Linked DNA regions of Bos taurus: region 1 is linked to region 2. The links are chromatin contacts, called in public Hi-C maps. All regions are on one chromosome and are shown on one strand. Each heading gives the region's core, a stretch centred on a gene start, on an enhancer-like site or on the middle of the called end of the contact. The rest is flanking DNA. Distances are from core to core; before and after follow the strand shown. Region 1 overlaps NLRC5 (NLR family CARD domain containing 5). Region 2 holds the start of NLRC5 (NLR family CARD domain containing 5).

The links. Hi-C and Micro-C count contacts between places; a contact is called where the count stands out from the background.
Region 1: a contact with region 2 is called in a Hi-C map of liver, with 3 times the contacts expected there. The contact joins the enhancer-like site here to the promoter of NLRC5 in region 2. A contact is called at or near these places in 4 of 11 Hi-C or Micro-C datasets (blastocyst, blood, liver and 1 more).

Annotation. Positions count from the first base shown.
Region 1 is chr18:25,070,630-25,076,066 of ARS-UCD2.0, forward strand. NLRC5 (NLR family CARD domain containing 5) reads left to right here. Exons shown (of 49, transcript XM_059877430.1): 21 at 61-150; 22 at 1,354-1,398; 23 at 2,448-2,534; 24 at 3,342-3,425. Among named protein-coding and RNA genes, the nearest start is that of MIR2285N-3, 7.3 kb to the left of the region's middle. Within about 2 kb of position 1,957, at least 31 of the 102 cell types and tissues checked have an H3K27ac peak or open chromatin away from gene starts, as enhancers often do. A contact at or near this core is called in liver and skeletal muscle, where this site is marked.
Region 2 is chr18:25,007,698-25,012,940 of ARS-UCD2.0, forward strand. It overlaps NLRC5 (NLR family CARD domain containing 5), which reads left to right and starts at 2,196. Exons shown (of 49, transcript XM_059877430.1): 1 at 2,196-2,234.

The DNA of each region.
Region 1 (5,437 bases), core at 707-3,206, 63 kb after region 2:
CAAAGAGGGTGTTATTGAGTCCTGAGTGACCTCGTCCACAACATCCCTCTGATTCTCCAGCCTCAGTGAGAACCATTTGTCCCTGGAGGGTGTGTGCAGTTTGACCCAGTGCTTCTCTACTCTGCGGTGGCTTCTACATTTGGAATTCAGGTGAGAGTGCCCCTGGGACCCTGTCCTGTCCCTCGTCTGTCCCACTCATGACACAGCATCCTCAGGGCTCTGGTGTGATACCAGGCCCAGTGAACAACTGGTGTGTGTCTGTGGAATGATTGAATAGATGAATGATAAAATATAGCTCCAGAATGCTCAAATTTCTCGAAATGCACCATGGGACACAATCCGTATACTGTCCCATACTTACTCTCTGGATTGCCCTGGGAGACTTCTAAGGAAACTGAGCGCTCTCCGGTAGCCATTGAATTTTCAGGGACCCGCCCCAGTGGTGGGGTCTCTGGAGCTGATAAGAGTGTAGAAGGGAAGGCACCATTAAAAAGAATGAAATTATGCCACTGGCAGCAACATGGATGGATCTAGAGACTGTCACACTGAGTGAAGTAAATCAGGCAAAGAGGAGAAATATTGTATGACATCCCTTATATGTGGAATCTAAAGAGAAATGATACAAATGAACCTACACAGCAGAAACAGACTCACAGAGAACAAACTTATGGTTGCCGGTGGGAAGGATAGGGGGAAGGGATAGTTAGGGAGTTTGGGATGGACTGATACACTCTTCTATATTTAAAATGTATAACCAGCAAGGCCCTACTGATAGCACAGGGAACTCTGCTCAATGTTGTGCGGCAGCCTGGATGGGGGGGATGTTTGGAGGAAAATGGATATATGTATACGTATGCCTGAGTCCCTTCCTTGTTCACCTGAAGCTATCACAACATTGTTAATTGGCTATGGCCCAATACAAAACTTAAAGTTTAAAAAAAAAAAAAAGGGGAAGGCACCCAGCTAAGCAGCCCTGGGCCAGGCAAAGCAGATCTTCCCTGGTTTCAGGTAAAATCTGCCCGTTCCTCCCCTCCCCCTTCCCAGAGTAGGTGGAGCAGTAGCAGAAAGACCAGGTTCAAAAGTCCAGGCTCACTGCTCACTGGCTGGGTTGCTTTGAGCAGATCACTAGGTCTCTCTATACCTCAGTTTCCTCGTCTGTGACGTGGACAATTTTATCGTGAGCATCAAAGACCTGTCAGTGGCGTGCTTTGTATGTAGTATGTTTATTGTCCCGTTTGCTGAGAAAACAGGCCACCATTAATTAACCCAGCATGTCTGGTCTCTTGCCTTGCCGCTGCCCGGGTAGGGAGCCCTTGGCCCTTTCTTACGCTACTGCTTTCTCTCTGTCTACAGCTCTGCAAGCCAACACGTCATCCTGAGAGGCGACAAAAGAGGCAGGTAAGGAGGGGAAGCTCTGAGGTGTGGACAGGGTATGGTCCCCTCTCTCTCTGGTCCCCACTTCCTATAGGTGCCCCCACCCCCAGGCCCATACTGACGGCTGTTAGCTATAGAGTAACCCACCCATATCTGACAGGCTGGAATGGATCACTTCTGTAACCCTCTTCCCCATATTAACATGCAGTAATGAGCTGCCTTAAATCTTTTCTCAGAAGGCCTGCACGTGGGAGGGAGGGCGGAGCCGACGGATGATGCTACCACAAGACAGGTGCCAGCAGATAGCGGCTGTGTTGGAGGGTGGCGGGGAGCAGCCCTGTCTCTGCCTCCGGAGACCTTTGTAGAACGGTGGGCTGCCTGCTGTCTATGGGGTCACACAGAGTCGGACACGACTGAAGTGACTTAGCAGCAGCAGCGGCAGCAGACTCCTCCCTTCCTGTGAATCACTGCCCTTCCACACGCTGAGTATCACATTTGAGAAACCAAGAACCGTTGGTGCTCTGAAAAAGTTTCCATGCCTTTGCGGTAAACAAGTTCCTCCTGTGCCAGGGCTCCGGGCTGCCCCCTAGTGGAGGCAGGCCACCTGGCCTCACCTTGGCCGGTACAAGGGCGCCTCATGTGGGGCCAGCTGGGCAGAGTGCATTTCCAGACAATGCCTTAGAGAAAAGCCTTACGGTAGTAAGTGGGCTGCCTGAAGCCAGGGTGGTCTTGCTTGCAGAGCTAGGGTCTCCATTTCTAGGGACTCTCTGGGTTCTTGAAACCAGAAGGATCAAGGCACAGAGAGGGGAAGTCATGTGAATGCTGCCCACAGTGATGGTCAGAAAGAGGAGGGCTCTTGTCCTCGCACCCCTCAACCTGGTCAGGTGCTGCCCACGTGGACAGGTATAAGCTGTGGGCATCCTCGCTCTGACTTCCCTTCCCTGGGCCTCAGTTGCCCCATCCGTCCAGGGAGGGGCTTGACTGTGACAAGGGCTCCTACCAGCCCTAATGAGTCGAGTCTTCCAGTATGGATGCTTGGAATTTTCCTCTCAAGATGGTTTCCCCGCTTGCAGGGATCTGTTGGCTGCTGGATCTTTGCCAGAGTTCCGAGCTGGAGCCCGGTTGGGATCTGGTCAGCGCCACGTCCCCAGGAGCTTCTGGTACCGTCTTACCGCCTCTTGTTTGGGGGTAACCACAATGGGGTGAAGGGTGAGGGAGTGGAGAGTCTGGGAGGGCTGCTGATGGGGCTGCGGGATCCAACATTCCCCTTGTGGAGGAGTCCATGTTATTTTCTCGGAAGACTTCCCAGCCCTACCGTGAGGGGCTGTGAGACCCTGGTTGGGCCCCTCCTGTCTCTGGGGTTGATTTCCTCACCTAAGAAGAGAGACACCGTAGCTCATAGCTGGTGCCTGAACAGGGTTATCAGGGAGCAGGGAGGGGCAGGAAGCAGGCAGAGTATAAACACCTCGTGGGGAGGAGGCGGTGGCGGGGAGTGAAGGTTTGGCTCTCGGGGAGCATTTCTGGGTGGCTAAAACTTATATGGGGAGAGTGGAGGTGAGTGGAGACGTGGGAAAGGCGTTTCACTTTTACCCTAAGGATACTGGGGAGCCACAAAGGGTTTTCAGCACAGGAGAGGGTGGTCAGATTTATACTGTTACAGATAAGATGCCAGCAGGGTGGAGGCTTGCAGGGAGGCAAGAGGGGGAACCCAGGGGATGTTAAAGTAAAGCTGGTAAGTGAAAGTGGTAGCCTGGATGTAGGCAGGAGTCCCAGGAGGACTTGGGACTGGATCAGAGCTGCTGAGCACTCAGGGGGCCTTGATTGTGACTGTCAGAGTAGGGGGCCTGGGGCATGTAGGGGGTGGGGTGTTCCATGTCAGGGGAGAGGCCGGTGGCCTGCAGGTTTGGGGGCTGCACAGGGTCCCTGAGCCCTCCCTGACCTCATCATTCCTGCTGGCCCCTTTTCAGCCTCAAGGAATGTCAGCTGGAGCCCCTGAGCCTCTCCTACCTCTGCAAGTCTCTGGAGAAGTGCCCAGGGCCCCTGGAAGTCCAGTAAGTACTGAGGACACAGCCCAGGGCCACAGCATGGGCACCTGCCCAGTGGCCTGGGGTGTGGGTGGCCTGGTTAGAGGCCAGGTGAGTCCTTCCTGGTCCCTTCCTGCCAGACCCCGCAGCCCGACCTCAGGGGAGTTCCTGGAGGCTCGGTGCCTCCCAGTGGCCCCAGCTTCAGGCACCTCACCCCTCCCCCCGAGAGAGGCTGTGCCAGGCCTGGGGCTTCATCTCCCGTCTGCTCAACTCAGGGCACCTGGGAGCCCCAGTCTGCCCCCACCCCACCCTGGGAGCCCCACCCTGGATCCCACCTTGGCCTGCCTCTCTGGCTGGAACCTGTCACTCTGAAGGCTCCTCCTCAGGGGACCCCGTCCACCCTGGATACCAGCTCACCCCAGAATACATGGGTCTGTGACCAGAGGCTGGGCTTAGAATCAGGAGTCCTAGCTCAGCCACCGACCAGCTGGATGACTTAAGGCAAACAAATGGCTTTAACCCCTTGGTTCTCAGCTTTGTCATCTGCAAAGTGGTCAGTCAGACTTTTCCTGCCCTCATCATCATTGCTGTCATTTTCTTATAATAATTACCGTAAAATAAAGAAACCCAAGACAAACCTGCCTCACCTAAATAACCCCTTCCCTTTTCAACTCAGCATCGTTGTTTGTCCTGGTGGCCCTCTCCATTTGTGTATACAGCTTTTTCCTGTTTGAAGTCACAGGCCAGCTACATTCTGCAGTTTCACTTTACATTGCCCCATATGTTCTTTTCCATTTTTCTAGGTTTTTTCTTTTCCCTTGCGTTCTGGCTCCCATTTCCAATGCCCTTCTGGCCCTTGCAACAAGCTCATTATCCATTATTATTAACATTATCATTGTTAACAATATCCTTATGTTGACACCAGGGGTGTGTCCTTTCATGCCTCTCTCCTTGTTCAAATACATACGGACACAGAGGACGAGGGAGTGTGATGTTGTTAACAGACACAGGATCTCAACAAGCTCTGCAACAACCTTTTGTCTATCACAGAACACTGTGGCTTTCCTGAAATATCGAGACGTGTGGAACCAATGAATTTTCAAACAAACCATTTATTTTAGAACAGTTGGTGACTTGCTTTATAGAAAAGCTGCAAAGCTAGTCCAGAGTTCCCTCACCCACTCACCCCTGCTTGTTAATATCGTTTATATCATGGTACATGACGTGTATGTTTCAGCATTCCATGTGAGATGTTGTGATGGGTAAAGGTTCTGTTGCTTCAAAAACAACAACAACAGTGTGTAAACCCAGCATTGACCCAAGCAGAGGCCATGGCACTATGTCTGTTGGGTGTCCAGTGGAAAGCCACTGGTGTTTGTGGTCAGACCACCCCTCAATGAAAGCCACTGCCTGTGCCCTGAGCCCCAGACCCAGTCCTAGGACAGAGGAGGTATAGCTGAGCCTACAGCCTGGGTCCTGACAGGCTCCTCGCTTCCAACTCCAGAACCACAGGCGGCCCCTGCCACTGTTCCCCACAAGCTGGGTTCCCCTCCAGCCAGAAAAGCACATGTTGGGGTGCTCCTGACAACCCCAGCAAGGGGAAAGGGCAGCCTTCAGGGGACCAAGGACAGGGAGAGAGAGAAGAAGGGGAAGCAAGAGGGGAGGAGGCAGAAGGAAAACACTGTCCAAATGCCTCTGGGGGTCAGGTGGTGGCTCCCAACTCCCAGGGAGGGCTGTATGTAAATCCCAGAGTGCTGGGAGATGCTGGTCAACACAGTCCTCCAGCCAGAGCAGAGATCACAGGGTGGGTATCAGGAGTTCCTCCTAAGAGGGCTGGCTTCTGATGAGTTATCTAGACAAGCTATCAGCTGGTTGGTCTGGTTTTGATGGACAATCAGAGACCCGAGCTACCTTGCGTCTCTTCTTTGCTGACCCATTAAATGCCTGAATTGCCACTGGTCTGTTCACTACCTTGAGTTAAGGCAGCATTCTCTTCTTAACAAGTATGTTCCACTGAGTACCAGTTTTCAAGGCCCTCA
Region 2 (5,243 bases), core at 946-3,445:
TAACATGGTGGCCAAGAGCAGGGGTTCTGGAGTGCCCCTGCTTGGGTCCAAACCCCAGCTTCTTCGCTGCTAGCTGTGTAATCTCGACATGTTACCTCCCTGTTTCCTCACTTGTAAAAATGGAGATTAAAAGGCTGCCATGAGGATTAAAGGGGCAAGCATAAGTACTTAGAGTAGGTACCAGTGCTCACAAATGTCAGGTATTGGTTTTACTCCATGGAAACGGTACTTGGCACACAAGCTAAATGGTACTTGCCCAGTAAATGTAGGCTCCACCCTCTGGTCCCCTTGATTGTTACGTCTTGTGTTTCCTACCCCCAAATTCAAACACACAAGATTCCCTTTGATCTCCCATCTGTAAAATGTTATTACCTTGTTCATACTCAAGTGTAAATGACTGGTAGTCATTTAATTTATACCAGAGGAGCAGTCAAAAATTCAGCCAAAAGAACGATGTGCTGATGGTGGATTCTCAGGCCACCAGCCAGGCTGAGGGTAGGGGGCACTTGGGAAGGTAGCTCTCCCAGAGTCCTTCAGTGATAACCTTATCAGCCGGCCAGGTACCTCGAGGGTAGAAAGGATATCAGGCCCAAGACCCAGCTCTGCTTCTAAGTGCTGTGTGACTTTCAGCAACTCACTGACCTCTCTGAATTTCAGCTTCCTCATCTGCTTAACGGGATTACTTTTCTGCCTTTCTCAAGGGGCTGTTTGAAATTAAATGCACCTGAAAATGGTCTGCATTTGTCTCTCCAGATTGTGGTTATCTGTCCATGCGTCCGTCCACTCTCCCCAGCCTGGGCAGGGAGGAGGTGTTCTGTGAACACGAGTGGTACTGAAGTGCACATCCTGATCTTGGGACATAACCCCATCCATGCATCCAGTCACAGCCCACATGCACTTTCTCTTCCATCTCCCATCATGCCCTGCAGTGACCCGGCGAAGCTGGGAATACCCCATTTAGCAGAGGAGGAAACTGAGGCCTGGGGAGGACAGGGCATTTGCCTGAGGCCACATAGCTAGAAGTGGTGGGCCTGGGAATCAGCCACAAGCACTTGACTGCCAAATCTCTGCCATCACATGATATCTGGTCATCAGAGCTGGTGCTGGAAGGGCAGCAGCTTCCCTTCTCCCTTCTCACAGGGCTGTGGGATGGGCAGAAAGATGCCTCGCTCACTTCAGGCACAGGCTGCATCAGCCTTAACTGTAGGAGGTCACGTTTTAAAGATCTCTACGTGGAGGGATCATCACCCTACAGACAGCAAACTTCAGGCTCAGAGAAGTAAAGGCATTTGGCCAGGAAGTTGAGGGCAGGACTTGAACCCAAGGATGTCAGACCCCGATGGTTGTGCTCTGACCACTACTTGGCAGTGCCCTGACGCCTACACACCTGGCTTGAGAGGCAGGAGGACAGATCTGGGAGTACGTGCTACTTCACTGTGGAGATGCCAGGGTGAGGTGGGCAGATGGTCTTCCTAGCAGGCAGACCTGTCCCGGGAATGTACCCTCTGCAGGAGGACAGGACCGCCTGTCCCCAGAGGAATGCAAAACGCCAGGGAGGTTGTAGTCAGTCCTGAAAGGGCAGTGACCAGTGGCCATTCAGGACTGCTGCTGACCCTTCCGGGGGACGCCTTCGCACCCTCTTACCTCTCCTCCAGTCCCCTTTGTCCCACTCCTCCCTCGTCTCTGCCTGTGACCCTTGTGTGAGTTGGGCAAGTTCCTTGACCTCCCTCGTAAATTCGTAGGTAGTGTGTTTAAGCACCGTCCAAAGGATCAAGGGCTCAGTAAGACCAGTTTCGATTCTCCCCTCCCTTCATCCCGGAGAGCAACGAGGAACAGGAGGCTGGACCCCTGGGGGCTAAGTCTCCTCCTCCTACCCAGCGGGCATCCCTTCCCACCCTGCCCACCCCTCCTTAGTCTCCAGGGAGGCAGGGAAAGCGGAACTCAGCCCGGGGTCTACCGGCGCCCCCCGGGTGCGCCCATCCTCATCCCTGCGCCTCGGTTTCACATCCACGGGAGGGGCTTTCCCTTGGTGCCATCCCCGGGTCCTGTCCGCGCAGGTGGCTGAGCGCAGGAGGCACTGGAGCGGGTGTGCCGCCCCGCCCGTCCCGCGCCCGGGCACCGAGAACCCACGTGATTTCCCAGCAGAGGCAGCCGGCTCCGAGAGCCCGCCGCCGGGCTACTCCGCGCCTGCTTTCAGTTTCAAGTGGAGCGCGGCGAAGTCGGGAGCGCAGCCGGTGAGTACGCAGCGCTTCGCGGGGCGAGCGGCGCGGGGAGGTTGGGGCGCCAAGGCGGCGCGGCTGCTGGAGGACTCCGGAGCCCGGCGTTCCCACGGCCACGTGGTGGCTGGCCAGGCAGAGAGATGGTCAAGTATGGGAGGTCGGGCCGGCGGACGGCTGGACTGAAGAACGGGTAAACAGCTTGGGGCGCCGGTGGGCAGGGCGGCTGAGCGCCTGCCGCCCTGCGGAGTTTGGGGGACGAGTGGCGAGCTGCAGAGGAAAGCGAGTCCGGGTCACCCGGGTTGGGTTTCGGGACGCGGCTGCGTGCCTGCTCCCTCCCACTCCTCTCCACCTTCCCACTGCTCCTGTCACCTCCTGGAGCTTCAACTTCTAATTGCCTGGTAAAAAATTCAGAAGTCCCGCTGCTCCTGGGGTGCAGTTCAGACTTTTTAGCCGAAAAAGCTTTTTAGGATGGACAATTCCAAACACATGCAAAGGTAGCCCTAGAATTTAGGTTGAGCTCCACAGATAATGCCTGTTCTGATATAACCAAGCCCGTGTAACCACCACGGTGGTTAGCTTCAACAGACCAGTCCAGTTTCGTCCCTGCCACACGTCATTTTGAAACAAATGGCAAACAGACATCACAGCACCTCAACCGAAAAAATTTTCACAAAGTACTCAAAGAGTTGTTAAACAGACGTAGCCACCGCACCATCTCTTTAAATTTTTTAACAGTAATTCCTTCATGTCAGATCTCCACAGACTATTCCTGATGAATATTTTAACCTCATAAGTAATAGGTGAATACACGGGTGGCTTTTTGTTTACATGGGTGCCTTTTGGTTACATGGGTGCCGTTTTGTTACTTGCTTTTTGTGTTTTCAAGTTGTTTTCAGCCGTTTTCTCATGGAGGGCACGGGAGGGGGACAAGATCTGAAGTTTGCTGGAATGGCCCTCCATTTTATAAGTTAGGGTTCTTAAGTTTATGTTTTAAGAAGTTGGAGGACTTGAAGCAATTTGAAAACCAGTACTTCCCAACCTCCCAAACCTGGGGATAGCAGAAGGTGGTGTGTATACGGGGTCAATACCTGGAGTCGCCTTTCTCCAAATTGGTTTTCTTTCTCTCTAAGAAGCTGTAAGCTCAGAAAAGCACAAGGCCCAGTCTCTTACCAGAGAACAGAAGGGGAAACAAAGCTGATGATTTCATGGTGTGTGCAGGTTCCCCATCTAGGGCGCTTTTCTCAAAGCTTAATGAAAGATAGCATTCACTGGGCTGGTCATTGATTATGCCCACCTGCCTTGCCTGCAAAGCATAGCACCAGCTTGATTGGCACCTAGCACAGGAAGCAGACAAACCAGGGCTTTCAGCACCTTGAATTTGCTTGTTGGTGGTGGTGGCGTTCAGTCAATAAGTCATGTCCGACTCTTTACGACCCCATGGACTGCAGCACGCCAGGCTTCCCTGTCCTTCACTGTCTCCTGGAGTTTGCTCAAACTCATGTCCATTGAGTCGGTACTGCTCTCTAACCATCTCATCCTCTGTTGCCCCCTTCTCTTCCTGCCCTCCATCTTTCCCAGCATCAGGGTCTTGCTTGATGACCACGGCTGTTGTATCTCTCAGAAACTTGGTCTCTCACGTGTAAAATAGGGATGACAATATGTCCTTCCAAGTGTGTTTTATGGGTTGCTCGATGAGAGTGCCCTGTTCATGGTCAACCTCAAGGTATGGCACGAGCATGAGGGGTGAGAGTCCTTAACGAAGGCAGACAAGCAGAAGGGAAAGTGTTTTGGAAGAGTCTGACGATGTGCTTGGCCTTATTCCTCCAACAGATACAGAGGTGATGTGGCACCGGTCTGTCTCCCTACACTCCCTACACACACCTACCTCCCCTCTGAGAAAATCCAGCCAAATCACTTAGGATGTCTTCCTCTGTCTGTTATGGGTTGAATTGTGTCCCTGAAAAAGATAATGGTGAAGTTCTAAGCCCTCTATTTCAGAATGTGACTTTACTTTGAAAAAAAGGTCATAGCAGATGTAATTAATTAAGATGAGGTCATATGAGAGTAGGTGGGCCCTTAATTCAGTATGACTGGTGTCCTTATAAGAAGGAGGCCAGCATAGAAGATAGAGATATGCAGGGGGAGAAGACAGCCATGTGACACAGAGGCAGAGATTGGAATGAGACATCAACAGACTAAGGAAGCTCAAGAACTGCCCGAAACCATCAGAAGCCAAAATGGGCCAGGCAGAGCCCACGCCTTGAAGCTTCAGAGGGAGGGTGGCCCTGCCCGCACCTTGGTTTCAGATGTCTGGCCTCCAGAACTATTAGAGTATAAACTTCCGTCATTTTAATTCACCCATTTTGTGGTCCTTTGTTACAGCTGTAGCAAAACTAGAAAACTAATTTGCCATCCCAGAATCTCCCCTCTGCTTTCCAATTAAATACATATGCAAATACTTTGTGAAAACTTTGTGAAGACTCTGTGCTTTCAGTGCAGGGGGCACGGTTCAATCCCTGTCCCAGGAACTAAGATTCCACATGCCATGCGGCATGGCCAAAAAAACAAAACAAAACTTTTTGGAGGCATTCTAAAGATGTAAAGTACTGGTTTTCTTTACCGAATCTGTTTTTTGAATGTTGGCTGGTAGCCCAAAGTCTTGACTGAAACTCAGTCTGCAAGACAAACACCCAGTTGATTTGAGTAGGAAAAAACAAGTCTGAAAAATTGATCAGGCTGGCAGTTGGTGCAAGGTGTCTGGAGAAGAGAAGGCTTTTGGTCCCTGAGACTACCCTGAAAGACCATGTTTCTGCCATCCACTCCCCTTGAAACGAGGTGGAAGTGGTGAGGCAGGCAAGCATCTTGGTTATATATTTGGGACTTGTTACTCATAAAATAAGCATGATTATGTAACCTCCATGCCATCTGGGGTTTCCTAGATCCTTGAGAGCTGGGTGAAATTGTCATGAAACCCCTTTATACCCCTTTGAGAAGCCCTAAGTATTCTCAAGCTCTTTGTGGATC